2 separate regions of the Mus musculus genome follow, and region 2 is linked to region 1. A link is a contact called in public HiChIP or PLAC-seq data. All regions are on one chromosome and are shown on one strand. Each heading gives the region's core, a stretch centred on a gene start, on an enhancer-like site or on the middle of the called end of the contact. The rest is flanking DNA. Distances are from core to core; before and after follow the strand shown. Region 1 holds the start of Tmprss2 (transmembrane protease, serine 2). Region 2 has its middle 15 kb from the start of Gm41512.

Evidence for each region. HiChIP or PLAC-seq counts read pairs in DNA pulled down with a chosen protein or histone mark.
Region 2: an HNF4G HiChIP or PLAC-seq map of pancreatic cancer cells shows a contact between it and region 1. The contact joins the enhancer-like site here to the promoter of Tmprss2 in region 1. A contact is called at or near these places in 1 of 39 promoter capture datasets (trophoblast stem cells), 4 of 484 Hi-C or Micro-C datasets (the AML12 cell line, colorectal tumor organoids, olfactory sensory neurons and 1 more) and 3 of 115 datasets of contacts at active chromatin or transcription factors (embryonic stem cells, extraembryonic endoderm stem cells and pancreatic cancer cells).

Annotation. Positions count from the first base shown.
Region 1 is chr16:97,609,317-97,615,329 of GRCm38.p6, forward strand. Tmprss2 (transmembrane protease, serine 2) reads right to left here and starts at 1,879. Exons shown (of 14, transcript NM_015775.2): 1 at 1,703-1,879.
Region 2 is chr16:97,682,807-97,688,994 of GRCm38.p6, forward strand. No RefSeq gene overlaps it. Among named protein-coding and RNA genes, the nearest start is that of Gm41512, 15 kb to the left of the region's middle. Within about 2 kb of position 3,320, at least 33 of the 459 cell types and tissues checked have an H3K27ac peak or open chromatin away from gene starts, as enhancers often do. A contact at or near this core is called in the AML12 cell line, colorectal tumor organoids, pancreatic cancer cells and 1 more, where this site is marked.

The DNA of each region.
Region 1 (6,013 bases), core at 629-3,128:
CCTAAAAAGATCTGAGATGTGAGTCCAATCCACAAGAACACCTCTCAATTCTTTCAATTAGTCTCATGCTGTGATGACACTCTTCAGTTTCATTCCTCTTTCTTCCTTCTCTCTTTATACAGGGTCTCACTGGGTAGCCTGGACGGCCTTGAACTCACAGAGTGCCAGATGTGTCTGCCTCTGCCTCCCAAGTTCTGGAATTAAAGATAAATCTCACCACACCTGTGGCTTTTGAGTTTTCATTCTAACATCATATGACTAGTCAGGTCACTTGAGAAAGATCCTAAGCACCTCTTCAGTAGAGGCAGGTAAAGGTGGGGAGTGGGCCACCTTGCCTGCCTGGAGGTCCTTCACCACCTACCGCTGCAGTAGCTTAGTAGCCTGGGATCTTTCGGTCCCTGTGTCCTCATGAAACTGCCCAGCCCCTACCCCTAGCCTTCCTACCAGGAAGGAAGCTGTCCTTACCCTCACCAGCAGGAGAATCTCTCCCCTCCTCCCAAACCAGGTAAACAACCCCCACCTCACTTTGGATTTTACACCTTGCAAGTGGCCTGCCCTTTGGAACTTTCCACAATGCCTGGCTCTTGCCCACTGAGTGTTGAAGGAGCCAATTCTAGATGGCTTATCTTAGCCCCAGGACTAAGGTAAGCATTTGCATAAAAGGTCTGCAAGCCCAACCTTGTGGGGATCCCTGCTTTCTTAGTACATTTAAGGTGTTCTTCTCCCTTAAATAAGCTACTAGAGTCCTTTGCATGCTCTGAACTGAATTAGGGGCCATTGTGAAGGTACCTGGGCTCCTAGCAACCAAAAGCCCAGCCACAAGCCACCCACATCCTCTGGGGCATGGACACACAAAACTTTCAGACCATGGGACAGTTAATCTCTTCAACTGGACTCGCACACCGCGTCCTCTGCCAGCCTAGTACGTTGGGTCACCCTGCCACTGCCCCAAGTCCCAATTAAATGCCCAGGTGGTCACCCTTTTTCCCAGTAGACAGCTCGCCCTTGGCAGCCCGGCCTGCTGCCCCAGGACCAGCTCCTCCAAGGCCCATTCCAGTGAATTCTCAAAGCCAAGGCGGGCCCGCACCGTCGCCTCGGGTCACCGCACGCGATGGCTGAGCACTCCCTTCCCACAGGTGACGGACAATTCCCGTCTTGCCAAGGTCCCCAGGGCCCAGCAGCGCCGCCTGTATCGGCCCTTGGCATCTTAGCCAGTTTTCAGTTTCTCTCCACCTCTGTAGAGACCAAGGAGCGGAAGGAGTTCAGGTAACCAGCCCGACTGCCGAGATTTTCCCGAAACAAAGAGAACTGCGGACAAACCTCTAGCTCTGCGCTCTAGGAAAGGATATCAGCACGTGACGCGAGCCAAGGGCTTGCTCCACTGAAGGACCCCGGCCCCCAGGAACTCTCTTCTCCAAGCTATTAGTCAGGGATCCGCAAGACCACAAGCCAAGCCGCTCGAATCTATAGAGTTGATCTGGGATCTCTGCCGCGCGTCACGGAATCGGGGTCGTCGGGACCCCTTCCCAGTCCCCAGGACGTACACTCGGGCGAATCAGTCAGACGGTCGCACCTGTAGTGCCTTGGCCTCTCCTAACTCACTTGTACCCTAGACGCCCAGGCCCGGCACCGCCGGACGGACCCAGGTCACCCCATTTCCTTTTCTGTGCCGGGACCGGAGCTTGTCAGGCGCGCTACTCACCTGTTGCGCTTCCCGCCCCTCTCCGCCTCTGTCCGAGCTCTTGGCTTCCTCGTCCGCTCCAAGTACACGACCTACTCCAGTTCTCGCTTAAATCTCCGGAGGCGGCGTCCCGGGAGCCAGGGTGACACCCCTAAACGCAGGCACCTCGGCCAGAAGGAGGGAACGGCCAGGAAAGGCTGTCCAGGAGGGAGGAGGAGGAGGAGGAGTTTCCCCGAGGGAAGCCCAGGGAGCGCTCCTCCCCTAGCACCGAGAGATCAAACTGGACTCTAGGCATTCCCCTAGCAGCGACCCGCCTCCGGACCAGCGGACCCTTGAGGCCCAGACCCATGGGAACTCCAGGGTCCTGCTGCGACGGGTCTTTGGACTGCACTATTAAAGAAGTAGGAAGCCCCAAGGGAGCGCTAACCTGGTCCCTTGAAAGTCTGGGAGTGGCTACATTCCCAACTCCGACAGGCTCTGTCTGAGCTGTGGACACCAACAGGGCACATCTTTTAAGCGTAGGTGTTTCAGCTCCTGGGCCCTCCCCTGTGAGCACAGGCTTTCCTATTGAAGAAAATCCCTTGGGTCAGAAGTCCCCATTCCCAGCCTCCAGCTCCCAAAGACTGAGGTGTTACTTGTACAGAGGATCGGGCAGAAGTCAGAGGACAAAGAAACTGCAGTCTACAGCAGACCTGGTCTTCTGCTACTTGACAGACTCCGGAGACATCCGGCCTAAATAAGGCTCTAAGAGACCAGAGTAGTCGTCCCAAGCAGCGCTCTCTCTGCCAGCGAGCACCGAGCTGATGATTTTTCTATTAAAGCTGCGCCTGTTGTCTGGGGCAGCTGCAACTACAAAAACAGAATAACAAAACTAGAAGAAAAAAAGAAAAAGTAAAAAAAGTCCTCTTTGTAAAGGTGTCTGCACCGGGAATATGCTGCTTGATAGGAACTTTTATTTATCTCCCCAGGTTTTCCCCTCTAGCCCCTCCCCGTTTGCTCCCATGGACCCCCATAGTTTACCTTCACAATCTACCGAAGAAGTAAATCACTTTTTCTCTTTATCATCTGGTGGAGTGATAAGCCTAGGTCCTTGGACAATTTCACAGTCTCGGATCAGTTTTTCTATTTTGAGACAAGGTTTTACTGTGTAGCCCTGGCTGTCCTGGAATCTACTCTGTAGACCAGACTGGCCTACCTCTGCCTCCCACGTGCTGGGGTCAAAGGTGTTCAGAGCAAGAAGGGCATTCGAAGTGGAGAATTTTATGGAGTTTTGCAGGGCCTCTCTCCATGCCCACATGAATTAAAATGATCTTTCTTCTGGAGAGCTGTTGTGTCATTTTAAAAGAATAGATTACCCATGATTCAAGAGCATTTTCCCACTTTAGTAACAGGCACTTATGAAGTATTGTTGCCCTAAAACTCTCGTTGCATCCACACGACACACAAGTCAACACAAGTTGTTTTAACTCAAAATAGAGGCAGAAGAAGAACATTAGGAATGTGCTAGCGCACCATGGCTGCTCACCCTGCGAGCCTTTCCTGTCTTCCCCGAGACTCTTTTCCCCTCCCACTCTTCATCGGTCCTGTCTGGAAAGGTGCTTAACATGCATGTTTGTAAAGTTATATCTGGAAGAGATCAGCCCTAGACCTGGTGAACTTGAGGCAGGATAAAGAGACAATAGAAGGCAAAGAAGCCCCTTCCTTTGGGGTACAGTGGATTGAAATCTCTCTCCAGCCAGTCAAGAATGCCACACACTTGACAGTCATCTGTGGATATGCCTGTGTAGCTGATGGTTTTTTGATAGGAAGGTGTTTCAAATAAGAATGTGAAAATAGCAACGGATCATGATTAGGGTCTGAACTTGTGAGGTTGCCTTATTTCTTTCCCAGATGTAAACCTGATCTTTTTTTCACCCCCTTTTCTGGTAACCTCACAAACAAGACTATAAACTTTAGTTTTCTTGTTAAAATATCTTGACTTCTGTGCAACCTGTGACCAAGAGTTTTACCATATGAGCTGCAATCCATAGGCACCTCAGAAGCCAACTAATGTCACTGAACTTCCTTAACAGCCCTTTGAGGTGTAACTCCAGAAGTCACTAATATTGTCTATTATGACTGTTGTAAAAGCTCTTAAGCTTGACTCTCTCCAAGAAGCCACACCCATTCTTGAGTGTTTTATTGTCCTTTTCCCTAAGTGTGCTCCCTTCCGTCATCCTTAACCCCTGTGCCTCAGTTAGGGTCTCACACAACCAAAGCTGATGAACTCACTCTGTAGGCCAGGCTGGCCTCAAACTCAGAGGTCTACCTGTTTCTGCCTCTCTAGTGCTGGGATTAAAGGCATGGGCTACCATGCCTGGCCGTGACCTTGACCTTCTTATCTTCCTTCCTGTACCTCCTTACAGGTGTTCTAGGTATGTACCTCCACCTTACCCTTTTATAATGTGATGTTGAAGGTTCCAGAGCTTCATTTACATACACGTTAGGTAAGCAGCCTCCCTTATCACCTGCACTACATCCCCAGCCCTAAAAAGGTCTCTTATAAAAAACTCCAACTTTACTTTGTATTGGCTCATCCTGAAAGTCTTTCCAATGGCAAAGTCAAGCAAGACCCCTGGTTTCAACTGAGTGGAAGTCTCTGAGAAGAACTTGGGCTGAGCGCTTGTTGCCAAGACCGAGACCTGGGCCTTGATTCCTGGAAGCCACATTGTGGAAGGAGAGACCTGACTCCTGAAAGTTGTCCTCTGACCTTCACATGAACACTACAACACACAAACACAAACAACTACTAATAACAACAACAACAGGCTGCTGTAGGCTACACCATTGTGGCTATATAAATGTATAACTGTCTGGACCACACTGTCATTGACAAACTGAGTAAAGCTGGTGCCCTCATCAGTGCCATCAAGTATAGAGGGGACTTTCCCAGGTGTGTCACTGCTGTCTAAGTGGGCTCCAGTGGGTCTATTCTTCTCCACATAAGTTAGGCCTTTGGTCACAACTCACTTGTGTTTTGACACTGTGTTGAAGGCTTCTAGTCATGACCCCCTAATGTCTATCTGCACACAGCTAGCATGTACACTCAGCTCTCTTGTGGAAGGTGTTCACTTCTTCAGGGAAACAGAACCAGGAGGAAATATTTAAGAGAGTTATTATCAAGAATTGGCTCAAGATTTGGGAGATGAGAAGAGTATCATAGTCTGTAAGCTAGAGAGAGAGGAAGCTTGTATCATAGCGCAGAGGCCTGAGACCAAAGGCCAATCCACATCTGATGGAGAGAGAACCAGGCACACTCAGGAATGGAGACTAACAATGTCCAACTCAAGCCTCCTCCACCTTTGGTTTTTCTACCCAGAATATGGACAAACTACACAACCATGAAGACACAAATCTGCTCTCCTTCATTCAGTGTTAATGCTAACCTCTTCCAGAAATGAGTGCTAGCCACTACCTGGACATATTGCAGTCCTGCCAACTTATAGTGTGAAGTTAGCCATCATAAGTCTTCCCATACCAACAACACACCCAAGTTGGTCTCCCTCAGCCATATCAAATCCCTGAATAAAGACTGTGTGAGGCTGTAACACTACAGAACCTGAAACAAACAAACAAACAAAACTAACTGCACACAACTGGAACGATGCCGATTCCTTTTCCAGAGAGCATAGAGTCCTGCATAGTATCTCTGATCCTCCCTGATTCTCCCCATAGCTTACAGACCATGATGTCAAATTACAGTGCTTATGAGTGCAATGATATGAAGTCAATTCATCTTTGTGTATGTGCCACATGGATGTACATGCATTTAGAGGCCAGAGGAAAACCACCACCATTTTGAATTTTTCATTTTGAAACAGGGTCTCTTGCTGGCTTAAAACTCATCAGGTGGTCTAGGGGGCTAGACAGCAACCCCTCTCCTCAGGATCCATCTGTCTCTCCCAGCACTGGTATTGCAAGTATGCACCACCACGCCTGGTTTTTATTACACAGTCTGAGTACTAAACTTAGCTCCTCATGCTTGAAAGCAAGCTCTTAGCTACATGAGCCATCTCCCCAATCCTAAAGCCAGTACATCTTATGTATATAAGGGAAGAAAGGAAGGAAGGAAGGAAGGAAGGAAGGAAGGAAGGAAGGAAGGAAGGAAGGAAGGAAGGAAGACATATTTACACAAAAGAAGTATTCAAAACAAAATAAGGTGTGCATAATCATGACAATAGTGTTCCTTTCTATACAGGTTAAATGGACCTAACCGGCATTAATAATTACCTTTTGTCATTACTCACTGTGTTCACTATGCCTTCTCCAAGCACCCGAGTTGGTTGGTGGTGT
Region 2 (6,188 bases), core at 2,070-4,569, 75 kb after region 1:
CATCCATAGCATTTTGTGACCTATGGCTACACTACTTTCTCTGGTCTAGTCTTCACATAATCTAGTCCCCTCTGGACTTTGAGATCTCTGTGTGACCATCTCTGTTCTTAAGAGGACATTCTCCTTGAAAATAGGACTCATTAGGTTCAGTGTGCCCTCATCTGTCTTTGATCGTATTGGTAAAGATTTGGTATGCAAATACCCACTGCCCAGTACTGGGCTTATGACTTGGAACATGACTTTGAGGGACACAATTCAACCACTGCACAAAAGAGTAGGGGCAGACATAAAGGTCTGTATGAGGTCCTGGATTGGAGCAGGAAGAGAACACCCACACCTGAAACCACCTGTTCACATTGGGCATGAGTGCTGCACATCAGACCCTGAAATGACATCTCTGGGAAGGACAATGTTTGCAATCCTGGTACTCTGGGACCTCTTGAAAGGAATGTGGATTGTGCTCTTTCTGGAGAGTATCTGAGTGTGGAGTTGGCATCACCTTGGTGACAAAAAATGTCAACGGTGTGTAACAAATAGGCTCCTCTCCAGATCTGCCTGTGTGGCCCGGGACCTATATGATGGGGTTTGAGGCTTCTGAGCAGGCCTGACTAGAAAGCAGATGTGTAGTGTATTTTTACTGAGTTCATCAGGCCTCTGGACCAGGACACAGGGCAACCCCCACTGAGAGGTGGGACAGGAATTTGCTTCTGTGGGACACAATTCAGTCAACAGGAGAAAATGCATCTCTCTCACTGTGGCCCACAGGAGTGTCTGTCAATAGCAACTTAGCTGTTAGCCTTCCCAGCCACAAGTGACTTTTCAGTGTCTTCCATGATAGGTGGGCTAAGGGGACTGTGATGTCTAGAGCTGACCCAGGTAGAGGCCCACTGGGGCCATCTAGGTCAGCAGCCCATTTTGGGAGCCTATGAAGAGGCAGCAACCTGCCTAGTCAGTGCTGAAATATTTTTTTAATTAATAAATCCTGAAGGTGGGTTTGCTACCCACCTCAATGGTTCATGTTCCTGAATGAAAGACACACATACAGCCTTTATATTTTATATGCCTTAAACAACGCAATAGTTGGGCCCCTGCCTAACTTCTGTGCTGTTAATCTACCTCCTGTCAAGAATCCTGAGTTATTACTTCCTAATTCTATGTTCTATCTTGGCTGCCCTGGAGCCAGTTGGGCATCCCTCTGGGCTGGGCTCTCCTGGCTCCTTCACATGGCAGCTATGTCTCTCTGTCCTCCACTCTTCTCAAGCATAGCACCTCTCCTCTCCTCCACACTCTCCCAGCATGGTGAATCTCCTCCTCCTTCTCTTTCTCCTTCTCCTTTTTCTCCTTCTCCTCCTCCCCATCCCAAGCCTGGGAATCCTAAAATCCCTCATCTCTCTGTTCTCTCCAGCTATTGGCTGCTGTCATCTTTATTTACCAATCAGAACCAACCAGGGACAGGTTCCCAGAAGCTATGTGCAGCCTGTCTTGTGCAAAGAGTATTTGGGGGGAACATAATTAGCATATATAGTGTAAGTAGCTACAAGTCAGAGCCCAAGGTAGAAAATGTGACCCTGAGAAACTCCAGTTATGCAGGCATAGGCCCCAACACTTGGCTGGGTCTTCCTTCAAGTTTGTGTCTGTTGCCATTCTGGTATAAATATACCAGCAGCCAGAACTAAAGTCTGGATTAAGGACCTCTTTTTAAAAGAAGAAAAATGATTAGGTTAAATTAAGATCCAAATGTCAATTCCCACCTAGAATATGGACAAGCACAAAAGGTAGTCAGAGTTTGGGAATTCAAGTTCTCCCTCTGTGCTGTGGATGGCAATCTGACCTCACCATTCGTCCTGTTTTAACTGTGACAAAATAGTGATGTCCTTGCCATACTCTATAGCTTCCAGAAGCTCTGAACACTTCCAGTTGCCAGGCCATTTGGGGAACTCAAAGCTTCTGTTCATTCGCTTGTAGATAGAAGCCTCTCTACCTCTGACAGGGAGTGCTACTATAGGCCTGTGTAGGTGTCAGCGGCTACATAAGAAGGCTTGGAGGCCTGGCTGGGCAGGCTGCACTTAGCACCTTCTTCTCAGTCTTTACTAGCTGCCCACTCCAGAGAACCAGTGACCAAAGACAGGGCTCCCTCCAGTCCCTCCTCCCATCCTGATCCAAAGCCTTCACTGGCAGCTCACCATGTCAGAGCAGTTTGAAAGGGCCCACTCTAGATGCCTTGGTTTTGTGTCAGTTGTAAGATGGCAGGATACTCATAGCTCTCTGCACTGGATGAAAGGCATCCAGTGAAAGGACAGATATCATTGGGTCACCTGAAGGCCCTGTCAAAACAACAGGGCTGAACCCAGGTTAGACTCTCAGGAATGCCAGCCTGGCTGGTGCAGCTGGCATGAGAAGCAGGCAGAGAGCCATGGAACGAAAGGCCACTCTACCCTGCTCTCAGGCCGCTCATCCTTTTGAGTACCCTTCTTCCCTTGGCCACCAATGTTACCCGTTCTGTTGCCTACCCTTCCATGCTCAGGTCTTGGGTAGGCTGCTGAGCAGAAAGAAGTACAGGCAATTCCATCTACAGTTCATACTGAAGCCTGGCCTTTATAAACATTTCATTGAACACCCTGCTACAAATGAGAATTTGGCAGAATCCCAAATCTCCTCATTACCCAGGATCTTATTTCTATGACCATCCATTCCTTCATCCATTTCCCCATCTATCCACCAGTCATTCATCATCCACGTATCAGCCATCTATCATCCACCATCCATATATCATCTCCCACCCATGTATCTTCCATGGATGGGTCAATCTTTTGCCTAACAAGCACTGCAGTGTTCATATCTAGAGTATGGGGTCTTTCCATGTGGCTCCAGATCACTACTGAAACAGAAAGACCCATGTGCCTCATGGAGTCCATGCACGTTGGTCTATGAACCACCTTCACCCTCTGCTCACAGCTTGCACTCCAGTAGCTTGTGTTTACCAGATGCTCAGCAGCAGAGCCTGGGAACACTCAGGAAGAGCCCTCAGTGACTCCTTGCCCCAGGCCCAGATGATCAACAGCCCTGTGCCAGTCTGCACAAGACTTCCCTGCAGCCACTGAAGATCAATAACACTACATTTTTCTCATTTCAATAAAGATACAAAGAGTGCTTCTAGAAAGGAAGCCAAAAAACAACACCCATAAGTTGGCCCTTCAGGGACATTCTTGGCTGCTTTGCTCTGGTTGTTTTTCACAAGGAGGGGGAGCAGGGCTGCTGGGTGGAGCTGCCTTAACAGTTTACCTATGACTCAGGTGCCAGGAATGCCAACCACCTACCTCTGTCCTCCAGCAGAACCCACAGCCCCTGACCTGGTGACAGAGAAGACTGTGGTTAAGTGCTTGCAGGGAAGAGAGATTTAGAAGAGCAGACTGGGAAGGGGTGGGTCCCATGGAATAGTGGAACCCACTCATCAAAGAGAGGGACAAGATGAGAAGTTGAGATCAGAGGAGCCAAGCTTCTTGAAGCCATGAGTACCTGTGCAAGAAAGGAAGAAAAGCCTACAGGTTTCTAGGAGGCTGTATCATGCCTCATGGACCCTGGGTCATTTCCCAAAGAGTAACCTTGGCCCCTACAATCCAAATTCGCCCTCAGATGGTCCTAGCTTTGATGCAACCAGTGGCTTAGGACAGACTTGGTGAAAGAGCTTGTCATAGCTGCAAACTCACAGTGTTTCATGGCAATCTGTGACTTACAAATTCTGATTCTCTCACTGGCCCTGGGAAAGCTCAGGCAAGGCAGGTATGTAACTCAGAAGGTCTGGCAATGTTCAGGCTGTAGAGAGATATGCTTCTTCTGACTAGTCCCTCCCCTGATCCAGAAGCCTGTAACTTTGGGCTCCTCCACTTCCCTGGATCTCATTTATTCATTATTAACTGGTGACAGTAATAACACACCTCCTCTTCCCTCTGAAGAATGTCAGGGAAGGCTTTGAGCTCCAGGGGAAAGGTGCCAAGTTGCTGCAAGCTGTTATTAGACATAATTGGGCTTGCAACGGGGGAAACTTCAAAGCGACTAGACTCAGTTTACTTTAGCCGCTTTCCTTATCCCCTTCTCTGTCTCCCTCCACCGTGTTGTTGCTTTGTCTTCCCACCCACCACATCATCATCCTTCTCCTGCCCCTCACATCTTCTTCCTATCATATTCAATCCTCCCAGATAACACCCTTCACTAGGCATTCTACCTCCACAGTGATAGACTGGCAAGAGTGTGAGCATTAAACCCAAGCCTCAGACCCCATAGGTGAGAATTGCACATTCAACCACCTATCATCCACCTGCTCACCCATCCATAACCTACTCCCCATTTCTCATCTGCCTATTCACCCTTCAATCCTTCCAGCATCCATGAATCTACCAACTATTCATCCATTTAATTAGTATCTACCCATGTATCTACCCACTCTACTCCATCTATTTACCTCTCTACCTTCCATTAAATCTCCATCCACCTACCCACTCATTCATCCATCTGCCAACCTATCCAGGGATGTCTCTGTCATGCCTCTGTAACAAAGCCTAGCTCTGCCATCATTTATAGCCAGGATACAGAAGGCAGGATATAAAACGGTAGGACAAATGTGAGCTGGTGTCCATGCTTGTCACAGAGATCCCTTGCCCTACCTTGTGGAACTCTATGAGCCCTTCTTCATCCTTCTTACCCTGGCCCATGCACTGTGCTCCTCTGTGGTGGCAAAGGTAGGAGGAAAGAGCAGGAAGAGGCACTAGAGCCTCTGTAGTGACATGACCCTCTGACCTCATGATTCCTAGGAGTTGTCTTCTAGGGAATCATGGTGCAAGCAGCCACATGCGGGCCCTGGGAAAGGAGCCCAAGGTGGGCAACTTCCTGAAAATGAACCCATTGGCTGGCTCCCAGGGCATTCCCTCCCACCATCTTCAACAGCATAGAACTCTGAAAAAGGATAGGTTCCCAGAGAGCAGTTTACACAGGGTGGTCCTGGAGCCATCAGCAACAGACTCGAAAGGGCCAGCTGACACATGTATGTTCCCATCAGGTGTTTTGAGTCTGCCTAAGGCTGGGCAAGAATCTATATGTAAGCTAATTTCCAGTGTTCTCCAGTACCAGCATCATGTGGGAGAACCTCAGCTCAAAAAAAAAAAAAAAAAAAAACAGCATTGGGTGAGCTTCCTCCTAGGATGTTCTCTACCCCTGAACCCAACAGTGGCATAGCATTGCTGTGGCTGAGACTTGTCTCACTAGGTACTCTTGCTAATATGAGGAGACATGAGGTTTCCCTTCTTATTATCATCCTGAACCAGGGAAAGACAGTTGAAACGTTGGAATGTCAAAAGGACAGCTTATGTGGACACCTCAGATTAGAGCCAGGCCAGCCCAAGCAAGGCTAAGTGAGTAGAGCCGTCTGTTCCTCACCTCCATTCTCACACACAGCCCTGCTCACTGCAAAGGGCATTTGTGGAATGTGAAATTTATTTTATGGGTCTTCTATGGTATGTTGGGCAGCCTGCCATGTGTTTGATTGGCTGTTGTCTGTGGTGCTAGAGATGTAACTAGAGCCTCCGGCATGCCAGTCGGGTACTCTGCCCTGAGCTCCAGCCCAGTCCTTCTCAGGTGACCTGCTTCCCCTCATCTCTCCTTGTCTCCTTTCCTCTTTCCCTTATATCCTTCCTTCATAAGACGTTTTTACCTAGTGTCTACAGTTTTCCACTCATCCTCCAGACACTTAGAGTATCTGTGAAACACACACTGTCTGAGCAGCAAGGGACCAGCACAGTAGAATGAGGGACTGCAGGGAGCAGCATCTGACACTAGATCAGAGAGAAAGTACATGTGACAGTCACCTGAAAACCTCACAGGGAAAACAGCCATTATACAAACTCCCTCATGAGCTGTGGGCTAGGCTGAGCTCAGTCAGGCAACTCCTCTATGGCTATCCTGATGTCCTTTGTGTGACATGTAGGTAACATGGTGACTTGGTATAGCCTGTTTCTCTCTGTAGTTCTCTCTTAGGGTTTTGCTTCCCACAGCAAAATCTCTAGAGCTCTATCTGTGACACTCTTAGAGCGAGCTGGCCCTGTGGGGTACCTCAGAGTTCTCAAGAGTACAAAAGGAGAGGTTGGCCATCTTTTAATACTTAAACCAATAAGCTGCACAGCATATTCTGCTAGGGA